Linked DNA regions of Mus musculus: region 2 is linked to region 1. The links are chromatin contacts, called in public Hi-C maps. All regions are on one chromosome and are shown on one strand. Each heading gives the region's core, a stretch centred on a gene start, on an enhancer-like site or on the middle of the called end of the contact. The rest is flanking DNA. Distances are from core to core; before and after follow the strand shown. Region 1 overlaps Wapl (WAPL cohesin release factor). Region 2 has its middle 7.4 kb from the start of Opn4.

Region 1 (5,409 bases), core at 1,206-3,705:
CAAAGAAAAAATGCATAGACTTTTTTGTTGTTTTATTGTTAAAGACTAAAGACTTAAATAATGACGTTGTTCTTAGGGCCTCGTTCATGCTAGGCAATCCCTCTCTACTTCTATCCTATAGATCTCTATTCCATCATGGTGTGTTTTTACATATGATTTCCTACCTAATTTTATGGAACCTAGAATTCATATTGGTACTTTCTGATCCAACACCAGGTCTATTTTGCCCTTCATGCCTTTGTATTTTATTTCTCTTTAACTACAGTGAGAAATCTGGTGGTCATTATCTTCAATATGTTCAACCATTTAGTTAGTCCTAGTAATATTTGTCAATAAGTTTCTTGATCACACAGGTCATCTTCTTGCTTTAGTGATATAGACAGCCTAGCTAAGAGTTTCCTTTTCTTTTCTCTACTTCCTCATATTTACTTTCTTTAAAGTTTTAAAATATTTATGCATGAGTTTTTTACTTGCCAGTATGTATATACATCCACTTGTATGCCTAATTGCCTAAAGAGGTTAGAAGAGTTTGTCAGATTCCCTTGAATTGAGTTAAAGATGGCTCTAACCCACTCACCGTGTGGTTAGTGGGAATCAAACTAGGTCCTCTTGAAGTGCTTTCAGATGCTGGCCAGCCCCACATAACTTTTTTTTTTTTTTTTTTTTTTGGTTTTTTGAGACAGGGTTTCTCTGTATAGCTCTGGCTGTCTTGGAACTCACTTTGTAGACCAGGCTGGCCTCAAACTCAGAAATCCGCCTGCCTCTGCCTCCCAAGTTATTAAAGGCGTGCACTACTACGCCCGGCTCCCACATAACTTTTAATAAACATGTCTTCAATACAGTTTCTAAGCTCACCAGGAACATAGGCAGGAGTTGTTTATAGCAGGATTGAGAGCTGCCTGGGAGGCTATATGCTTCAGAAAATGAGCAGCGTGAAAAAAACAGTTTAAATAATGGCTTTAAAAAGTCATTTGCTGGACTCAGTGCTTAAAAGCATTATTGTTCTTCTAGAGGACCCAGGTTTGATTCCCAGCATCCACATGGGTTCTTAGTTCATTAATTCTAGCGATCTGATACCCTCTTTGACCTCTGCAGGCTCCAGGCATGCATGTGGTGCATATAAATACATGAATGCAAGATATTCAATATACATGTTTTTAAAAAAAAAAACAAAAAAAATAAAGACTTTTTAGAAAGTCATTTGCTAGTTAGGAAAATAAAGGGATTTTTAGGAATTAGACTTGAACATAACTGAATTTAAGTAACCTTGGTTAAGTTTTAAGAATTGATCATTTGAGCTGGGCAGTGGTGGAGCATGCCTCCCGCACTTGGGAGGCAGAGGCAGGCGGATTTCTGAGTTTGAGGCCAGCCTGGTCTACAGAGTGAGTTCCAGAACAGCCAGGGCTACACACAGAGAGAAACCGTGTCTCGAAAACAACAACAAAAAAAAACCAACCAAACAAACAAAAAAAAAAGGAATTGATATTTGGAAATTGTGGTGTAAATTCTGGTGAAATGACAACCTGTTTCTGATTTCTGGATACCAATTTCTCTGCTTCCCACTTTTTGCAGCTGTCGTGCCTGTGCTGAATCAGAGAGAACTGCTTGCTCTGCCTACTTTACACTCAACTCCTCCTTACCCCTGTCTGTTGCTAAGGCAGTGTTTTTATAATAATTAGCCAAACTTACCTTCAATGCTTGGAAGGTTGCATTTTTCTTGGAATGTTGGCTACCTTGATTTGCAATTAAGATTGCTTCTGGGTCTTTGAAGAAACTAATGTAAGATTAGTTGTGGTTTCAATTTTGAAATATTTCTACCACTACTTTTCAGTGTTCCTTTGTAGTTTAAAACTGGGCCCATCTGGCCCTATCTTTTGTCTGACTTTCTAAGGAACATTTTGGACTTAATTTTTTTCTTTCCTTCTGTCATTCAATATGACACTTCATAGTAGCTTCTAGGCAGTTGGATTAAAATAATGTTCTCTTTATAAGTCAAGAGTACATATGGCTTTCTAGTATAAGATTGTAATTGTATGAGCTTGTAATTTTAAAGTTGTATAGATTTATAAATTCTTTTTTGTTTTCTGAATTAGTTTATATAGGTTGTTAATTTAAAAACAGAATCTCGTAACTGAAGAGACTTTAAAGGACAAGTACTCCCACATCTCACCCAAGAACAAATGTTCTTCCACACAGTGCTTGTTTTAGCAGTTAGAATTCACTCTCCCAAAACAGCTTGTTTTTGTCCAGTGTATTTATTTAGTGAGTGTTGCTTTTCTATTTGAGGATTTACCTCCCATTTTTGGATCCAGACATCTAGGTGGTGGTGATTTCTAAAAACTAGACACCTGTGATGTTAATGCACGTGAAGCCTGAATAAAAGGAAGACCGGAACCGGCATGGTGATGAGGTTGAGGAGTGTAAAACTGCAAAGTCATGGCTGGCTGGCTGTATTTGATCCAGAGTAGTTTTATTAAGAGTTGGGGGATGGGTTCTACTCTGGCTATGGAAGAAAGTCAGTTCAGTTGGCTTTCTTCCTTTGTCTTTAGGTAATGTATGCTGCTCTGTGTGCAAGCTGATCAGGCATACCAGAAGAAATTTAAAAAAAAAGTCTTTAAAGCTCACTACAATGTTTCTCCAAACTGGAATTTTAAATAGTTTTAGCATTATCTTTCTCTTATAGGAATAATATTTGAACACTAAACTAGGCATTCTAAATTCCTGATGTGTGCAAGTAATGAGGTAAAATACTTAGGAAAGTTAAAATATTTTTTCTATATAATCCTTTTCTTCATTGTCTTATTTAAAATACTACTGAAGTATTACTACTTTTAGTTTTCATTAGTTCAGTGTTCTTTTGTCTTTGAGGTGTGTGAATGTTTTTGCATGCGTGTAAAGCCATTTTGTGCATGCTCGGTGCTCACAGAGGTTAGATTCTCTAGCACTGGAGGTACAGGTACCTGTGAGCCCTCGTGTGTGTGTGTGTGTGTGTGTGTGTGTGTGTGTGTGTGTGCTGGGAATGGAATACAAGTTCTCTGAAAGAGCATCCAGTGCTGTTAACTGCTGAAGTATCTCTCCAACCCCAGTTCAGGTGCTTTTAAAATTAAAAATAGGACCTGGAGTGATTGTTCAGCAATTGAGAGTACTGGCTGCTTTTTTGAGTACCTGGATTTGATTTTTAGTATCTACATGGAAGCTCCAGCCACTGGTAACTCCAATTCCATGGCTGCCTTCTGGTCTCTCTGGCAACAGGCATGTTTGGTCTTCATGACAGGACTCTCATTCTGGAGAAATTCCTCTCTTTCTGAATAACATAGGTTCATTTTATACTATCTGCTAAGGTCCATTTCTGGGAATTGGTTGGAGAGTCCTTAGGGATCAGGTTTTATGCACTAGGTATGCTTTCATTAATTTTGGCCCTTTTAACAGAGATAGGGAACATGCATATATAGTCACATATGAAATGCATACTCATGTAGATTCAAATACATGCACATGTCTTGATCATAGAGATATCTTCAGCTTCAACCCATTTCCACAATTTTTTCATCCTTTTTATTGACGGTGAGCATTAGTATACGTTTACTCAAACTTGTAATATTTCTAAAAAAGTATTTGCTTATTTCACTGTAGTAAAGTCATTAAAGTATTCAGGATTTGGGGCTGAGGAGATGGCTCAATGGGTAAGCACTTATTTCTCCCCTCCCCTCTTCTCCCCTCCCCTCCCCTCCCCTCCCCTCCCCTCCCCTCCCTCCTTTCCTTCCTTTCTTCTTTTCTTTTCTTTTTTTGTTTTTTGAGACAGGGTTTCTCTGTGTAGTCCTGGGTGTCCTGAAACTCACTCTGTAGATCAGGCTGGCCTGAAATCAGAAATCCTCCTGCCTCTGCCTCCCAAGTCCTGGGATTAAAGGCGTGCACCACCACTGCCCAGTAGGTAAGCACTTTCTGGGCAACTATAAGGATTAGACTTTGAATCCCCATCATCTGGGATGGGAGAGGCATGCATGGTAGTGCCTATAACCCCCTAGCACTGTGGAGTTAGAATTTGGGTACATCCCAGGAATTCAGTTGACAGCCAATCTAGTCAATTGTTGAGCTCCCGGTTCAGTAAAAGACCTTGTCTCCTGTAAGATGGAGCTATAGAGAACACATAACATTGATTTGTGGTCTCTATAAACATGCACACACAGGCACACACACTGCACATATACTCACGTTATTCACAATTTGTTTACAGACATACACTTGCCTTTTCCCCACTAAGATCAATGGTGTAAAGTCAAACTGTACACAAATTACTTGGGATTAGTTCTGTCTGTCTGCCTTTTGATCAGTTAGTCTGTCCTTGATTTATTTGGAATATAAGTAGGTTTCTTGGTTCTTCTTTGCTTTAAATTTTAATTTTTCCCTTTGTTTCCATTCTTAGTGAATGATATAAATAACATTAACATTTTTCCTAAAGTAAAAACTATAAAAAAGGTAAATTTAGTTAAAGATCAATTCATTTAAGACCTGTTCCACCCAATTTCCTACCACTTGTAGGGAACGCACACGCACATGCACACACGCACGCGCGCGCGCACACACACACACACTCTCTCTTGCTTTCTATTCTCTTCTTTCTTTCTTTCTTTCTTTTCTTTCTTTTCTTTCTTCCTTTCCTTTCTTACCTTTCCCTCCCTCCCTCCTTCCCTCCCTCCCTCCCTTCCTTCCTTCCTTCCTTCCTCTCTTGCTTTCTTCTCTTTTCTTTTCTCTTCTTTCTTTTCTTTCTTTTGCTCTTTCTTTCTTTCTTTCTTTCTTTCTTTCTTTCTTTCTTTCTTTCTTTCTTCCTCTTCTTTCTTTCTTTCTTTCTTTCTTTCTTCCTTTCTTTCTTTTCTTTTCTTTCCTTTCCCTCCCTCCCTCCCTCCTTCCTTCCTTCCCCTCTCTCCCTCTTTCTTGCTTTCTTCCTCCCCCCCCCTCTTTCTTTCTTTCTTTCTTTCTGTAAAATTTTAGCCAGGCATTGGTGGCCCACGCCTTTAATCCCAGCACTCGGGAGGCAGAGGCAGGCAGATTTCTGAGTTCGAGGACTGCCTGGTCTACAAAGTGAGTTCCAGGACAGCCAAGGCTATACAGAGAAACCCTGTCTCGGGAAAACAACAACAACAACAACAACAAACAAACAAACAAACAAAAAACAACAACAAAAAACCAACAACAACAAAAAGTAGTAAAATTTACTTTTTTTATTTTGTTGTGTAATTTTTGCTTTTCTTGTTCACTGGGTAGCCTAAGACTTGTAGAGCTCTTTCTGCCTTTGCCTTCCAAGTGCTGGGATTAAAGGTGATAGCCACTACTGCCTGGCTGTTTGAATTTGGCGCATATAATTCTTCAGAATGGTAATTGTGTAAGCATGTGACTGTAGAGTGTGCTTTT
Region 2 (5,409 bases), core at 1,829-4,328, 110 kb before region 1:
AGCTGTTTGCTGAAGATGGACCTTGGGTAGCATTTCAGCTCCACCGCTGGTTGCTGCAGAGGGGTGGGTAGAGACAAAGAACCACACTCCTTGGAGTTCCTTGCCCACAGGATGAAGATAGGACCATGTGCCACCTGATGTGATGCTTATAGAAGAACCCTCTCAAATGGTGGTCCCATAAAAGTAATCTCATCTGGTGACATTCTGTGAATATATTTTGCAGTATTGGCAACACAGTGAAACCACTTATTTATAGACTTCTCAGAACATATCCTTGTCAAAAAGCAAAGCAGCGCCACGCTGAAACCTGCCTGGGACGCCTCCCAACTGCTTTAAGAAACTCATGGCACTGCTGGACACTTGCCTTACTCAGTGTCTGGGTTCCATCTTTTGTGGCCATGAAGAGGAGGAGCATGCTGCCCTCCACTGAGACCATGGGGTCTGTATAGCACATCTGCCAGGTGATTTCCTGGGGGTTTTCAAAATGTTAGCACTGAGTCCATTCTCAGAGACTCTGATCTGGTTGGCACTGGGAACTTTTAAAAACACTTCTTGTCATTTGCATCTTATCTGCCACTCTATGCCAGCCCCGGGCACCCACCACCCACCACTTGCTGGAGAGTCTCATCACTCCCTCTGTGGTGGTTTGAATACGCTTGGCCCAAAAGTGGCACTATTAGGAGCTGTGGCCCTGTTGGAGTAGGTGTGTCACAGTGGGTGTGAGCTTCAAAGGGTCTCAAAGCCTTGTCCAGGCTGCCTGGAAGACGGTCTTCTCCTAGCAGCCTTCAGATGAAGATGTAGAACTCTCAGATCCTCCTGCTCCATGCCTGCCTGGACACTGGCATGCTCCTGCCTTAATAATGGACTGAACCTCTGAACCTGTAAGCCAGACCCAAATAAATATTGTCCTTATAAGAGTTGCCTTGGTCACGGTGTCTGTTCACAGCAGTAAAACCCTAGCCAAGACACTCTTTCACAAACTGCGGGTGTCCCGGCACACAGCTCTGTCTCTGCCCTTGATATGGCTAGGGTTGAGAGTAGACTTCCATCTTCTTTGGTCTGCAGCTGCTCAGGCCTAAAGCCTAGATTCAGGCTGCTGCCAGGTGTATCTGAGTCTCTGACAAACGGGGACAATGAGTAGGGACAGGGACCAGACACTGGTATGTCAAGAGCAGAAGCGACTAGGAGAGGAGTCTGGAGGACAGAACAATGATGAGCACATGTTGGGGGGAAGGGGTCAGACAGAAGAGCCAGGTCCTCAGCCTGAGGTGTGTGGGTTGAACCATGAACTTGGATGGGGGGAAAAGGAAAGAAACAAAGAAAGAAAGAATAAGAAACTAGCATCATTCTTCCCACTAGTCAAGATGTGGGTTTTTCTCTGTGATAAGCTTGGGAAAATCCCACACTGTAGCACTGGGATGACAGACCCACACCGTGGTACTGCAGGTCACTGTGACAGTGCAATGAGTGGACATCTCAGAAGGGGGGGGGGGCTGTAGTTGTCACTGCCCTAAATTACACTTTCACTGAGACCTGTGGTCAGACCATTGAAGCATGTCAATCATCAATAATATTATCAAGATGGCAAATGGTGGGTGTCACAATCCCACCATTTGTCATTTGGTAATATTAATATTTCAGTGCTTTTGGTTCCCTTTGTTATCTTATGCTCTTTATTTTATGGATCAGACAACATTCCTAGGGCTAGGCAAGAATGTGGGTTAAAAACGTTTGCAGTACAAGTCTGACGACCAGAGTTTGATCCCTAGAAGTCAGAGGGAAGGTGGGAAGTGAGTCCTTAGATTTGTCATCCGACCTCTACATGTGCACCATGACACAGGTGCACCCACACTTACACAGGCACATCGTATATAAACACACACATACACAAATAATATATGAAGGAAAGCCGGGCGGTGGTGGCACACGCCTTTAATCCCAGCACTTGGGAGGCAGAGGCAGGTGGAGTTCTGAGTTCGAGGTCAGCCTGGTTTGGAAAGTGAGTTCCAGAACAGCCAGGGCTACACAGAAAAACCCTGTCTCAAAAAAACAAAAAACAAAACCCACCTATACACACACACACACACACACACACACACACACACACACACCCATGCTTATAAATATATATATATATATATATATATATTGTGTGTATATATATGTGTATATATATATATATATATACACACACACATATACACACACAACACACACACACATATATGTATATATATGTATACATAAACACATACACATATATATTCTGGAAGTGGGGCATGGTGGGAGGAGCTTGTGATCCGGCAATGCGATCAGAAGCTAAGGCCTAGGCTATACTGAGTTTGTCGCATGGGCTTCAGGAAAAGCTGTCTCTAAAAAAAAAACAAACAAAACCAACGACAACACTAAAGCTCTGGAGCTGTGTGCGGTGGTGTACATCTATACACCCAACACTCCGACGCTGAGGCAGGAGGATCTGGACCCGAGAAGCCAGCTGGGCTACTTAGATCTGGTTTCGAAAAGACAAAAATGAAAACAAGATAAAACATCCCCGAAAAGGTCCGCATTCATCCCTTAGGGCTTCAAGGAGGCCGCTGACACGGTTCTGAGCCTTGCAGCCAAAAATAAAGGGTGTCAGGAGTAGAGGGGTAAAAGGTGGCTGGCTCGGCTGAGGCTTCCCCTGAGATCTCCACCCATTGCCTGGGGGTCCTCAGATCAGCTTCCCCTGCCTGCTGGGGAGATGCCTGGACTCGCCTGGTCCTCAGAGGCTGTCTGCACGCCTGAGCCCTGGCGTCTGCCTTACTACCTGCCTTCCCACACATCCTGGCATGCAGCTGGAAGAGGCGAAAAGCAACCTGCGTGGGCGGGGAATCTTTGTGAGGGTCTGGCCACCCTGAGACCAACGAGATGCAGTGTCTTGCAGTCCCCGATGCAGAGACTGATGGCGATCTGAACTTGGTACTGTGCCTCTCTTCAGGGACAGGGTGTGAAAGGCAGGGCATGGCACTGGACGGAGGACAACCACTAAATACAGTGGAACCGCTAATGCCTGTGGCTGCCCCTCCCTGGAGAGAGGGAAGGGATGGAGACCAGGGTTAGGCCCTGAAATCAGGCTTCAGAATGCGAAGCTCACAGCCCAACCCATCCTGCCCTCTGCACTTCCCACGTTGCAAGTCTGTGGTTCCCGCTAGGAACCTTTGCTTTTCTCTGATTATTAGAAAGGCTTCAGGCATCACGGTTCTGCTAGCAAAGACTGCACACTTTCTCTCCTAGGTCCTGGGATTTCACATCAAAAGAACAGTCACTCAGCTGACCCTTATCCCACAGATACTGCTGGGGACTTTGTATCCCCAGCAGGGGCAGGGATGAGTCACCTCCCTGAGGGGTGGGTGGGGGTAGGGAGTGAACTCCTGATTGATTTTGTAGAATTTGTTTTCATGATCTAAGACATAAACACATCCTTTAGAAATGAAACGTTTCTGTGAAAACTGTTCCCTGCCCATTGCCCCTGCCTTATAGTCCCACCTCCTGGAACAGCTCCCAAGCCTTCACTCTCTTCCGCTGGCAATTGCCCTGTTTGTACGCAAGGGCTTAGAACGCCAAATCTGGGTTTGGAATTTGTGGAAAGGGATTTTTCTTGTTGTCAGCTAAACCCCCAAAGAAGTAGCTGCGAGGCTTAGCGGTACCAGCATTCTGGGAGGAATATCACTAAGGTGCTGTATAGCCTCCCAAAGCATCAAAGGAGGTCAAACTTGCTTGGGTTTGGTCCAAACCCATCATCCATTCAGCTCCAACTGTCTAGAAGCCTACATAGGTGCTTTTCTTCCCATGAGTGTTCCTCTGAAATAAAAACCAATTCCTTATGACTAGCGAAGTATCTGAATTGGTGGAGTGCATACCTAACCCTAGGTTCAATCTATAGCATCACACACACACACACACACACACACACACAGTATGATGGCATATGCCTGTAATCCCAAGTGCAGAATAACAGTAAGTTCCAGGTCATCCTAGACTCAGTATGAAATTCAAGGCTTGCCTGAGCTAATGGAGACCTGTCTCTTAAAAAGGAAAATTACAATTCTTTGATATGTAGACCACTGACTTGGTCCACCAGCCAGACTGTACCAGCCAGCCTTTGCATTACTAAGTGGGACACCTGAGGGAGATCATTTTATAAAAAGCAAAGGTTTGGGGGAAGATCAAGGGCCTGCATTAGTCTTGTCAAAGCAGCTCCTGGCTGTGTTATCAGAATGGAGGCTCGCATTCATGGGAGGGCTTACACTACCGAACAAGAAGACAGAGATACTGGGGTGCCACAGTCCTAGCTCCTCAGTGACCTAAGGATTTTCCATCAGCCCTTTCCTAAAGTGGCTTCCAAGTGAGCCACCCTAAAGACCAAACCTTCAACTACAATAGATCCTTGAAAAACAAGATTAAGTCAAATCCACAGCATAACATACCACTACAATGAACTACAATGAATAGCATCGAGTGATAACCAAAGCTTTAAGCAAGGCTGCCAAGAGGCTCACAGCCAGAACTCATCCAGGTGTTTTTCTAGTTTCAGAACATACAGATGTAATAGATGAGCTCATTTGTCCCAGGGCACCCCTTAACATAAAGAATAAGTCTATTCCCCAAGAAGTGGTGGCCACACCTGTAAAGCAGAGATAAGTGGATCTCTGAGTTCGAGACCAGCCTGGCCTACAAAATGAGTTCCAGGACAGCCAGGGCTACACAGAGAAACCCTGTCAAGCAAAAGCCAGAAAAATGGACCTATTGTCCAAAGGAGGACATTAAAAGAAAACCAATTCCTTGTCTATTGAGGTTTGCTCGAGGGCGTTGGAGCTGTGTTTATCTGATTCCTCTATTTGAAAGTTCAAGCTAGCAGTTGTTCTCAGATGGCATGCAGGCACTAATAACCCTGGCGTCTCCTGTGGAATCATTCAGTAGGTATTTTAGACATCTCACTCTTAAGTCTGGAGGTGTAGCTCAATGATAGCATACTTGGCTTAGCATATGAGACATTCAGCTTTTGATTCCTAAGATCTTAAACAAAACTTCAAAACAAATCACCTCACTTCTTAAGCCGCAAGGACAGTCTTGAGAAATCCCATTTCCCTGGTCAGTACCCTGAAGCTCTTGAGGAACTAAGTTTTCAGAGGCTGAGCTTATTGTAGGTGGAAATGGGGACCCAGCTGACCCTTCAGTGGAGGTGCAAGGCTGGTGTGGCACTGAGGGCCACCGAAAGCATTGCTCACTAAAGGGTGGGAAAAGCAAACAGCGCTGGCATTTGCCACATGGTCACGAAGGATTAGGTCTCAGACAAAGAATCTGAAAGGATTGTTCTTAAGAAAAAAATAAGCAGGGCAATTCTAACAGATTCAAAGAAACTTAAAAGGC

What was found. Hi-C and Micro-C count contacts between places; a contact is called where the count stands out from the background.
Region 2: a Hi-C map of embryonic stem cells shows a contact between it and region 1, with 3 times the contacts expected there. The contact joins two enhancer-like sites. A contact is called at or near these places in 4 of 39 promoter capture datasets (embryonic stem cells, liver and maxillary cranial neural crest), 7 of 484 Hi-C or Micro-C datasets (the G1E-ER4 cell line, brown adipocytes and embryonic stem cells), 7 of 115 datasets of contacts at active chromatin or transcription factors (embryonic stem cells, epiblast stem cells, stem cell-derived neural progenitor cells and 1 more) and 3 of 9 other capture datasets (adipose tissue, liver and pancreatic islet).

Annotation. Positions count from the first base shown.
Region 1 is chr14:34,710,631-34,716,039 of GRCm38.p6, forward strand. All of the region lies in intron 4 of Wapl (WAPL cohesin release factor), which reads left to right. Among named protein-coding and RNA genes, the nearest start is that of 5830448L01Rik, 39 kb to the left of the region's middle. Within about 2 kb of position 2,456, at least 18 of the 459 cell types and tissues checked have an H3K27ac peak or open chromatin away from gene starts, as enhancers often do. A contact at or near this core is called in embryonic stem cells, where this site is marked.
Region 2 is chr14:34,604,788-34,610,196 of GRCm38.p6, forward strand. No RefSeq gene overlaps it. Among named protein-coding and RNA genes, the nearest start is that of Opn4, 7.4 kb to the left of the region's middle. Within about 2 kb of position 3,079, at least 20 of the 459 cell types and tissues checked have an H3K27ac peak or open chromatin away from gene starts, as enhancers often do. A contact at or near this core is called in embryonic stem cells, where this site is marked.